Linked DNA regions of Mus musculus: all the other regions are linked to region 3. Evidence: chromatin contacts called from public Hi-C and HiChIP or PLAC-seq data. All regions are on one chromosome and are shown on one strand. The core of a region is the stretch at or near the end of the contact, and the rest is flanking DNA. Distances in the headings are between cores, read along the strand shown.

Region 1 (3,444 bases), core at 502-3,001, 110 kb after region 3:
GGATCATCTCTGAAGATGGTGATGGTGACAACAATATTCTCTCAGCAAGTGTGAAGACCTAATTTGGATCTCTAGCACTCACATAAAACGTTGGGCACAATGACAGGTGCCTGTAATCCCAGCATTACGAAGATGGAGACCGGCAAGTCCCAACATTAGGAAGGTGGAGCCCAATGACCAGCCAGTGCAGCCAGTCAGTAAGCCCCAGGTTCAGGAGATAAGGTGAAAGGTACTGAGAAAGGCATGCGACAGTGACCTCTGACCTCCACATTCACACAGACACACTTGCTCACATGTATTAGCCTCCCAGTCCCCAGACACCACCAAAGTAGAAACCAAACAAAGCAACAACAAAACTTGCTGCTGGTTTCCCAAATGACTTGGACTATAAACCACACTATTCATGTTTTCCAGGTCCCCTGTGAGCATTTCCAGGTTAACTTCTGTGCCTGCTCTTAATCAAAACACAGTGTAAGAGTACAGTGTTTGCACAGGTCTTGGTGTGCGCTACACTTTAGGAAGTATGATGTGTGTTCTATTGGTAAAATACTGTGTGCTGTTTGAATCCACTGAGAAACTGCCTCTGGAAATGGGGTTTTTCCCACCCCCCCACCCCCCACCATTTCAGGCCCAAGAATGTTTGTTCTCTCCAATCTGAAGACAGAATAGCCTTCTAAACACTGTGATAGGCACGAGAAAAAAACAGCCTAAGGAAAGCCATGGGAACAGCTCCAAGGAAAAACTATTTCTAACAGATGTTACTACTGTTTCCCCATAACAAACAAGTGTGTGCAGAGGGAAGGAAAAGCTGAAAAGTTAGAACCACCTCACCATCCCAGGTCTGTTTCTGCTCTACCCAATTTGACAATGCCCACTCTTGATACTCCGAAGCCTCCCCTTACTTGAGGGACCATTTTACCCTGACTAAACTCCAACTGACTGGGTTACAGAAGCCTTCCCAGTCAATTTCTGCTAGACATTTTGATATTTTGTTCTGTCTGTCTATCCATCATTTTCTACTGATTCTTTTCCTTTGGCTTGCCATATACTTCAGAAACTCAGCCATACAAAACCAAATGGATGGCTATAAGACAGAAAAAAAAACAAAAAACAAAAAAACAACGCCTGGAGGCTGGGGTGAGTCATACTCCATATAAAACAGACAAATTACATGAGGAGGGCGCACCTTTAAATCAAGAGGCAGCTGGAGATATGTGAGTCTAAGGCTGGCCTGGTCTTCAAAAGTGAGTTCCAGGCCATTTGGGACTATATAACACCCTACCCCTCCTCCCAAAAGAGCAGACAGTCTACCAGAGAAGGTAGTATTGCAGATGGAGATCAAGAACAGGCATGTTAAGACATGTTTCCTAAACTTAGTCAAGCAAATTCCCTGATGGCTTTTAGGCTAATTCTAGGAGTCCCCCAAGGTCTGAAATGACTTATGTACAATGTGTGAGACCCAGGCAGGCCTCTTGCTGCTCCTGCCTCAGCCTGCCAAGCATGTCATAATCTGGATAATGCTTTAGTCTAACTCTGACAACACAGCCATAACTAAGAAATAAATAGAAAGACTGCTTAGGAGGTGGGGTTCCTCAGGAGCGTCACTGAAGGAACACACCCATGAGTGACTGGCAATGTGACCTTTGGCAAACATTCAGCTGACAGTTCTGACGTCCCCGAGAACTCCTATCCTGTTTACATTAGACAACTCATATGCACGTAATACACGTAAGAGTTTTAAACACAGTAGCTGTCTCAGCGCTGGTGTATGACTCAGAAGGAGACGACACACATAGCACATGCAGGGTCCTAGTTTTGTTCCCCAGGATGTGGCACAGAGGGATTAAGACAACACAGTAACCACAGGAATAAAGGCATACCATGAAGTTCTCAAAGTCGGCCTCATTCTCTTCGCTTAGCAAACAGGTCTTTTTCCTGACTTAAGTTCCACGAATCCTTTGAGCACTGTGCTCTGGCCCTGGGTCTCCTCCCTCACAGATCTATGTGGTCCTCACGGTCCCACTCCTATTGCTCCTGTCTCCCCATTCTTCCTCTTTTCACTGTGCTCAGACAGATCGACATCGTACTGCTATATATAACCCAGGCTTTCCCTTCCCTGGCACCTACAGACCAGATAGCACCCAGACTTTAAAAGCTAATCAGCTTCCATAACAGAGGTGCCCCCTGAGCCCACCATCCACCTCCTCAGGACAGTTCCTCTCCCCAACTTTCCTAAACTGACTTTTATAATTCTTCAAATCCTAGACCTGAGACATACCCTAAACTACTGAGCATAAGCATAACAGAGCATAAGCCTCCTCATGGCTTTCACACCAATGCCCTCAGCTAATGCTCTTCCAGGCAGCCCAGTGTTCCCATCTGACCTCCACTTACTTACATCTTCCAAGCCTACACCTTCTTACATCGCGAGGCTTCCCCTCATCCCAACATCCCTTTCCTAAATTCAATACTAAACTTTAAACACTTTCTAGTGCTTGGATCATATTTTACATTTATTTAAATTGTTAATTATATATTCATATGATTAAATTATTAAGGGCAAGACTACATCAGAAACTCTGCTATGGTCTACTCCTGTGACATGAGTTGGAGACTAGAGTCTAGTCATGCGGTATCTGTAAGCTGCTGTGGTGTGTGCTCTAGAGACCAGAGCTGCTCTCTGACTTCTGCTTTCAACATGGAGCAAAGTGCAAACATGAAAGACCTCTGCAGAAGTTCGTGTTTTGCTACTTATGACAGAAACCTAGGGGCTGGAAAGATGGCTCAATGGTTAAGAGCACTTGCTGTTCTTGCAGAGAATTTGGGTTCTGTTTCCAGAGCACACATGATGGCTCCCAACTATATCAAACTCCTGTTCCAGTTCCTCTTCTAATCTCCAAGAGAATCAAGCACAAATGTGGTACACATATTATACAGACAGGCAGGCAAAGTGCCCAAGGTCTGATAACCACAGCAAGAACCTAGTGTGTGACTGTCACCTCGTAGTGGGATTATGCACATTCACACTGTGAGCCCCAGCCCTGCTATCCAACTCTAGAACTCTCCCACATACCCAGTGAAAACTACCTAGGAGACCATGACTCTCCACCATTCCCCAGCACCTGTCCCCACCAGCCCACTTTCTGTCCCCAAATCTGAGCTGACTCAACCAATACACAGTGCAATCGCACTTTGATACCTGGCAATCTTAGCTGTTCCACAAATCTATAAGAAGGACAATAATTTGTCAGGTTGCTAATGGCACTCCCCCAGGAGACTTAAATGACAAAATATAAAATGTCATTACCAGTGTAGTCATCAAAATTGACTCTTCCTCTCATTGTGTTCACAACAGATTCTGGCTGCTCAAAAATTTCCTTCTGCATAAATGAACTAAAGTTGCCTACAAAAATAAAAATTATATAATTAAAACAACAGTAAATA
Region 2 (3,581 bases), core at 162-2,661, 79 kb after region 3:
AAAAAAAAGAACTATACAAAGAATCAACAAAACCAGGAACTAGTTCTTTGAGAAAATCAACAGGATAGATACACCCTTAGCCAGATTATGCAGAGGGCACAAAGACAGTATCCAAATAATAAAATCAGAAATGAAAAGGGAGACATATGTCCTAAAATAATTATTCTATTTGTTGAATATTAACAGTTGAAAGTATTAAAATTATGTTCTATAAACATCATGGAATAAAAGAGCAGAGATGTGTGGTCAGAAAGTCAGGAAAGAGGAGGCTGCAAGGGAGGTCAGTCGATGGGCAAAGAAACTAGTAAGGCCATGGTAGGGTCTGTAAGGAATAGATTCTCCCCACAGATGAGGAGAGTTATGGTTTATTCTGACAGATGGTTTTCCTTAAAGTGAGCCCAGGAGAGGAGCATGTGCTTAACACTGTCCCAAAACAAACCAATGGAACCAGGAGACTCATCAGCCAGAAGCTGACCTGGGACAGTGCAAAACAAGGAGAGTCTGGGCTTAGGAAGGACTATGCAGAGAGAGCAAAACCTAAACCCTGTCCCATAGAGGGTACACTGAAGGGGAAAGGTGGGAGGATGCATTCCAGGGTGGGCGTGCTACGGAGTTAGAGGACCGTTCTGTGAGGGAAGGTCAGAGAAGCATAAGGGAATCCAAACAGCTATCTCCCAAGCCGGAGTCTGGAGGCAACACTGCTATGCACTGCCTTGAGCAGCAGGTCTCCCTACGATGGTACTCAGCCATTCTGTGCCCCCAGCTCTTCAGCTGGTGTCTTGGCACACCACCACCACCACCACAGTGCCAGCACCCACTGTCGCAAGAAGCCCAAGGAGACACCCCGAGTCCACAGCTCCAGTGATGTCACAACTGACATCACCAAAAACACGGGCAAAATGGCAACATAATTCAGAGAAAGATGGCAGACCCATAATGGTCTTCACCCTGGCAAGTGAATCTGGAACTGCAAGCTGAGGCTCACAAGAGAAATACTGTGGCAACTGTTGCAGACCAGCCCATGAGTGGGGCCAAGGCAACAGAGCCTGGGCAGACCCAGGATGGCTCATCTCGAGGAGGAGGAAAAGCAGGAAGTTGGAGGGACCAGGAAGAAGTATTGCTGCCTCTGCTGCAAAAAGGCAGATTGTCAACTGGAACTGCACTACTGGGATAGCCAACCAACCACGGGGTAAGAAGAGAGACAAATGGTGCCGCTGACAGAGAGGGCTGTTTGTGTTAGTTAGGATTCTTGTGCTGTGGTAAAACCCCATCACCAAAAACAACTTGGGGAAGAAAGGGTTTATTTCATCTTACAACTTGTAGTCCATCATCCAGAGAAGTCAGGGCAGGAGGTTCCTAGAGGCAGGAACCAATGCAGAGCCCACGGAGGAACTTGTTACAGGCTTGCTCCTCCTGGCTTGCTCAGGCGGCTTTCTTATGCCATCCAGGACCACCTGCCCAGGGGTCAGATGAGCCCTCCCACATCAATCATCAATCAAGAAAATGTGCTGCAGCCTTGCCCAATCTGGTGAGCAGTTTTCTCAACTGAGGTTCCCTCTTCTGAGATGACTTTTGCCTGTGTCAAGTTGACACAGAGCCTAGCCAGCACAGAGGTTTTAGGGGACAACTCCAAGCGGATTCCTGATTAAACAGCCCGGCAAGGTACCGTGAAATCCTCAGGTCTTGTCATAAAGAACAAAATGTCTTAACAGATGAAGAGTTTGAAGTGAGATAACTACAGTTACATCCTGATGACCGTGTCTCTTGAGTGTCAGGATGGTCCTGTGTAACTAAACACCCTAAAGATAGGTTGTTTTCCCGAGTCATGTGACTCACAGCTGCTTGCAACAGCTCAGATTCTGGCTATCTGAAACCTCCGTCCTCCATGCTCACAGCCCTCACAGGGCACACACACACACACACCAACAGGATGGGCAGATGGATGGATGGATGGACGAATGGATGGACGGACAGATGGACAGACAGACGAAACATAAAAATATTTTAAAATCACCTTTTTAAAGGTGGTAATTTCTTAGGGAAATCCCAGGTTTTTTCCAGAAGTTTTCAGAGTGGGTAATCAGTAGATATGGTTCCCATCCTGTGAGGGATCTATAGATTTGTGTGACAACTATCCCAAGTTTGGAAACTGAAAGTCAGTATTTGGCTGGCTGGCTGGCTGGCTGGCTGGCTGGCTGGCTAGCTGGTTGGTTGGTTGGCTGGTTGACTGGCTAGCTGGCTGGCTGACTGGCTGGTTGGTTGGTTGGTTGGTTGGTTGGTTGGTTGGCTGGTTGGTTGATTGGCTGGTTGGTTGACTGGCTGGTTGGCTGGTTAGTTTTGCACTCAGGACTGAGTCTAAGGCCCTAGGTGGCTGGGCAAGCACTTGCTACTCAGCACCCTTCCTAGCTCGGTTTTAAAGTCTGTGGAGCACCCAGCATGGCAGCTCCCTGCAGAGCAAGCAACAGGTGACAAGCAAGATTAGAGCCAGAGACTTTCCAGAAGCCTCCCTCCTATGCAGACACCCTTCAGAGAGACAGGTTTGGGGCACAAGCCTTCTCCAGTGTGACATGGAAGGATGGGGGATGGGGGCTGGGAGCTACCACTCCTATGTGAATTGGAGGTGGGATACAGATGGTGGAATGAGGTGGGGTGGGGGCTAGGAGCTACCACTCCTATGTGAATTGGAGGTGGGATACAGATGGTGGAATGAGGTGGGGTGGGGGCTGGGAGCTCCCACTCCTATGTGAATTGGAGGTGGGTACAGATGGTGGAATGAGGCTTAAGGAGAAGGCAATGCTTTACAAGCCCAGGTGTGGGGAACGGAAGACAGCTGTGACCAGGGAGGCTCAAGTACAGCCATGCTCTGGCTGTGGGGCCTGAGCACAGAGAACTTTTGAAACTACATACACTGTATGAGAAGGTTCCAGACAGGCTGTGTCTATAACTTAAACCACACCCCAGAATCAGGCTTGCCTTTTCCTGGGAAAACTATCTTGCATAAAGCAAAGCTGCAGCTTGGGATCCCTGCAGGACACTGTGAGGCCATGTGGACCCTGATTGTGGATGTTGTGTGCAGACACAAGCTCTGAATAATGGTGGGGGGTGGAAAGGGACCCTTCCCCATGCAGATGCACAGTTCCCAGCCCTCAAGGCCAGGAGACAGAGCTACACCTGAGACCATGGCTCCTAACCTCAGGAAGTAGACCACTGCTACTACTCAGAATCCATCAGAAGGTGAGGATGGAAGAATCTGGCCTTTCTCTCCATCACCATCATTCATGGAGAAGCAGGCACTTGTCACACACACACACACACACACACACACACACACACACACACACCAGAGCTCTAGGGCAGGCAGCCTGCTTACCTCAGAGTCATCAACATTCTTTGTGGGTCCCTAATGGACTGTGGACTGGGAACTGTCCCAGCCTCCCTGACTTCAGCTATTCTCCGGATGCCAAAAGGACTAGAAGCCAGAAAAAAAAAAAAAAAGCGTGGTGAGAACAAAGACTGAGAAAAATACGTGCAAGAGGCTCTCGGTCTTGCCTTCAGCTCTTGATCTCCAAAGCCTTAGGAAG
Region 3 (3,327 bases), core at 720-3,219:
GTTGCCACCAGGTAATAGCAATAAGAGGAGCTGTGGTAAGGGGCAGAGATTAGCATCCTTCATCGACCTCACCAGCTGTTTCCTCATGACCCAGGGACAAAAGATGACTCTGACGTTTGTTTTACTTTTTAATGTTATAAGATATATTTTGGTCATAATTCTTTCTCTTTCCTCTACCCAACTTCTCTCTCTCTCTCTCTCTCTCTCTCTCTCAATAAGAACAAACAACAAGACAAAAAAATTACCCAAACAAAACAAAAACACACCAATAATCGTGCAGTGTGTTTTGTGCTGGCTAACTACTCCTGGACCTTGGCCTGCCTTGGAGTGTGACTGACAGATCCTGAGGTACTCCATTGGAGACATTTTCTGGCTTCCCCTCTCCCGACATGTATCAGTTACAAATAGCCCCTTGTTTAGGGACTTAGCCCACTGCCCCTTCTCCATGATGGGATGTTATCTGCCTTAGACTTGTGCAGGTCCTGGTATGCTGTCACAAGTTCTGTGAGTTCATGGCTATCAGCCCTGTTGTGTCTGGCACACATATGAGTTCGCAGAGACTGTGGCTTTGACATTCTTAACTGGTTATATATGTTTTTACATACCCTCCTTAGTTTTGCCTCCTACAGAGGCCTCTAGTCTTTGTTCTTTGGCCCCTTCTAAAAGGTGTATGTAGACCTAAGTCCCCCACAGCACCCTCTCTTGGTGTCTGTCACAGTTCTGCACTAACTCAGGAGGGACACTACAAATGATAAGATTAACAAATGGTGAGCTAGGCTGAGAGGCCCCTGGGTGAGGCCGCCTGATTAGGAATACAGTCACCACAGGGAGCCAGGGAAGTTGAAAGGGGACAGAAAGGACAAATGCCACCATTCACCCTCACCTCACTCTCAGGTCCTAGTTCCCCATGATCCATGGGAAGCTAGTGGTACAGAGACAGTATGCAAAGAAGTGCAGACAGTCGGTGAGGACAGGCGGCTCCTGAAAATGGTCAGTCTGTGCTGTGTCCACCTTCCCGTCCCACTGTGAACAGGGAGAACCCCACACCTAAACAGTCAGCAGAACCCGGGACCATGTCGAGCTCTCCAGCAAAAGTGGCTGGAATCAGATACATAGTGCAATGGGTACCCACCACCTTCCTTCTTTCCCGAGAGCTGAGAAGCAGGTGGGCGCGCTTGATAAGCAGTCCAGCAGGAGCTGAGGGGAAAGGATTACAGTGGGCTCCTCCTCCTGTCCCTGCATCCATCGTACCCCATGCTATATTAGGACACTGACCGCAACAACCACACTCCCCCCCATCCTCGCTCCAGGCTCATGATGGGGGAATTTCCCCTGGTATTTAGTTTCGTTTTCCTCTGCTTGGTTTTTGCTTCCCCGATTTACAGCACCCCATGCTTCTCATTAAACAGAACTGGCCATTGCAGACAAGTTAAGTCATGCCCAAATACATGGCCACCAGCTGGATTAAAACTAGGACTGATTGCAGACTTCGGAGAAATTACCCATCCCTTTTCCCAGTAGCTTCTGCACATGTCAGGGAGTGAGAGAAATGGCAGCTAAAGGGCCAAGCCAGGACCTGGCTTGAAATATAGACAGGCTGCTCCCTGCAAATGGCAGACTGTGAGCAACGGGGTTGTGGATTAAACTACCATGGATTTCCAGCTTTCTGTCCAGAACAGTGCTATAAATGGAGCTATCTTCAAGTTTCCATCTCAGAGCTGAATCCACGAGCTAGGATAGATAGTCCCAAAGAGCCCCCAAATGGGAAAAGAGACACAGCCGTGCTCGAGGGTGCTTTGTGTGGCGATCCGCTAGGCCTCACCATTATACAGGTGAAGCCGCATAAACCTTCACCTCTCTCCGTGCACTTAAGTTATGGCCTGAAGCAGAGAGAGGTACGGTGTGGGAGCCTGGCGCTGGTAAATCTCCCATTTTATAGTCAAGCTGTGTCAACTTCATATGGAAGAAGCTATTTTTAAATGCCAGCTAACACACCCTGGCTGGGACGCTGGGGTTTGTGGTGGAATCTTCGTCATAGCTTCACAGAAGCAGCTGGCATTTTGCCTGGGGAATGAAGGAAGACCAGAGTCTAAAGTACATGTTGTATGCGGGCTGTGCCTGATGGATACCCTAATGTGACAGGGACAGTGCCCCTGCACACACACACACACACACACACACACACACACACACACACACACACGGCCTTAGGGAACAAGAGGAAAGCTTTAAGTGACAGGTTTCTGGGCTCTGAGAAGATTTGTTAGGAACTTAGCTGACCGTAAAGGGTTTTGGCTTTGGTTTTCACTTAACTGTTAAAATATATTATTGAGTGTGAGGGCAAGCACAATAGGGAGAGGGACACATGCTACAGCTTATGTGTGGAGGTCAGGACAGCTCTGTGGCCGATTCTCTCCCTCCTCCTTTTTGTCGGTTCTCGGGCTCAAACTCAAGTCACCAGTTTGCATGGCCAGCTGAGTCATTCCACTGGCCCCGGAGCTAACGTTTGTCCTTAGCCAGTTGTGACCACTCTCTTCCCTAATGCTTCCTTCAACTCCCACCTTGGAAGCTGCCTGATGCAGGCTCAGGAGGAGGCAAAGGCAGTTACCCACATTGCTTGTGCCACAAATGGAGGGCTCACCTGAGAGACAGTCAGAATTCAGGACGCTGCAGAGAAAATGGAGTAAGGTGGTCTTGCCTTGTCCAGAAAAGCTAGAGACAGCAGCTCACCTGGGCAAAGCACTTCACACAGGTCAGGTTGGGTTCCAAGAACAACCTTGAAAAGTAGAATTCCCCCAATACACACACACACACACGCACACACATACCCCAACAAATATACACACAAACACAACCACCCATACACACCAACACACACACACACACCAACACACACTTGTACATACTTATACACCCTACACACACACACACCCCAACAAATATACACACAAACACAACCACCCATACACACACCCCAACACACACTCGCACATACTACCACCTCACTTATACACCCTACACACACACATACCCCAACAAATATACACACAAACACAACCACCCATACACACACCCCAATACACACACACCCCAACACACACTCGCACATACTACCACCTCACTTACACACCCTACACACACACACACACACACCACTTACAACCAGAAAACCAGGCACCAAGGGATAGAGGATTTGCTTGAGTGCACACTGCTGGTAAGACGGCCTGAGATTTATTTTCTTAGCCATTATGTATCCATACATAGGAATGGCTCTTACTTCTAAGACTAAGTGACAGGAGACAAGAGCCAGGGCTTTGGAAATAGTGG

What was found. A called contact is a pair of places that touch in the nucleus more often than the background predicts. HiChIP or PLAC-seq counts read pairs in DNA pulled down with a chosen protein or histone mark.
Region 1: a contact with region 3 is called in an HNF4G HiChIP or PLAC-seq map of pancreatic cancer cells. The contact joins two enhancer-like sites. A contact is called at or near these places in 1 of 115 datasets of contacts at active chromatin or transcription factors (pancreatic cancer cells) and 1 of 9 other capture datasets (adipose tissue).
Region 2: a Hi-C map of myocytes shows a contact between it and region 3, with 2.2 times the contacts expected there. The contact joins the promoter of D6Ertd527e here to the enhancer-like site in region 3. A contact is called at or near these places in 5 of 39 promoter capture datasets (3T3-L1-derived adipocytes, the C10 cell line, frontonasal cranial neural crest and 2 more), 1 of 15 datasets of contacts at CTCF or cohesin (large pre-B cells), 23 of 484 Hi-C or Micro-C datasets (B cells, the C2C12 cell line, CD4 T cells and 15 more), 3 of 115 datasets of contacts at active chromatin or transcription factors (embryonic fibroblasts, neural progenitor cells and vascular smooth muscle cells) and 3 of 9 other capture datasets (adipose tissue, liver and pancreatic islet).

What each region holds. Positions count from the first base shown.
Region 1 is chr6:87,067,643-87,071,086 of GRCm38.p6, reverse strand. Gfpt1 (glutamine fructose-6-phosphate transaminase 1) reads right to left here. Exons shown (of 19, transcript NM_013528.3): 11 at 3,308-3,403. Among named protein-coding and RNA genes, the nearest start is that of Gfpt1, 27 kb to the right of the region's middle. Within about 2 kb of position 1,751, at least 93 of the 459 cell types and tissues checked have an H3K27ac peak or open chromatin away from gene starts, as enhancers often do. A contact at or near this core is called in pancreatic cancer cells, where this site is marked.
Region 2 is chr6:87,102,576-87,106,156 of GRCm38.p6, reverse strand. It overlaps D6Ertd527e (DNA segment, Chr 6, ERATO Doi 527, expressed), which reads right to left and starts at 1,411. Exons shown (of 2, transcript NM_001167937.1): 1 at 1,315-1,411. The coding sequence starts at 1,331.
Region 3 is chr6:87,182,068-87,185,394 of GRCm38.p6, reverse strand. All of the region lies in intron 16 of Antxr1 (anthrax toxin receptor 1), which reads left to right. Among named protein-coding and RNA genes, the nearest start is that of Gm38851, 39 kb to the left of the region's middle. Within about 2 kb of position 1,969, at least 109 of the 459 cell types and tissues checked have an H3K27ac peak or open chromatin away from gene starts, as enhancers often do. A contact at or near this core is called in the C2C12 cell line, the MC3T3-E1 cell line, cerebral cortex and 7 more, where this site is marked.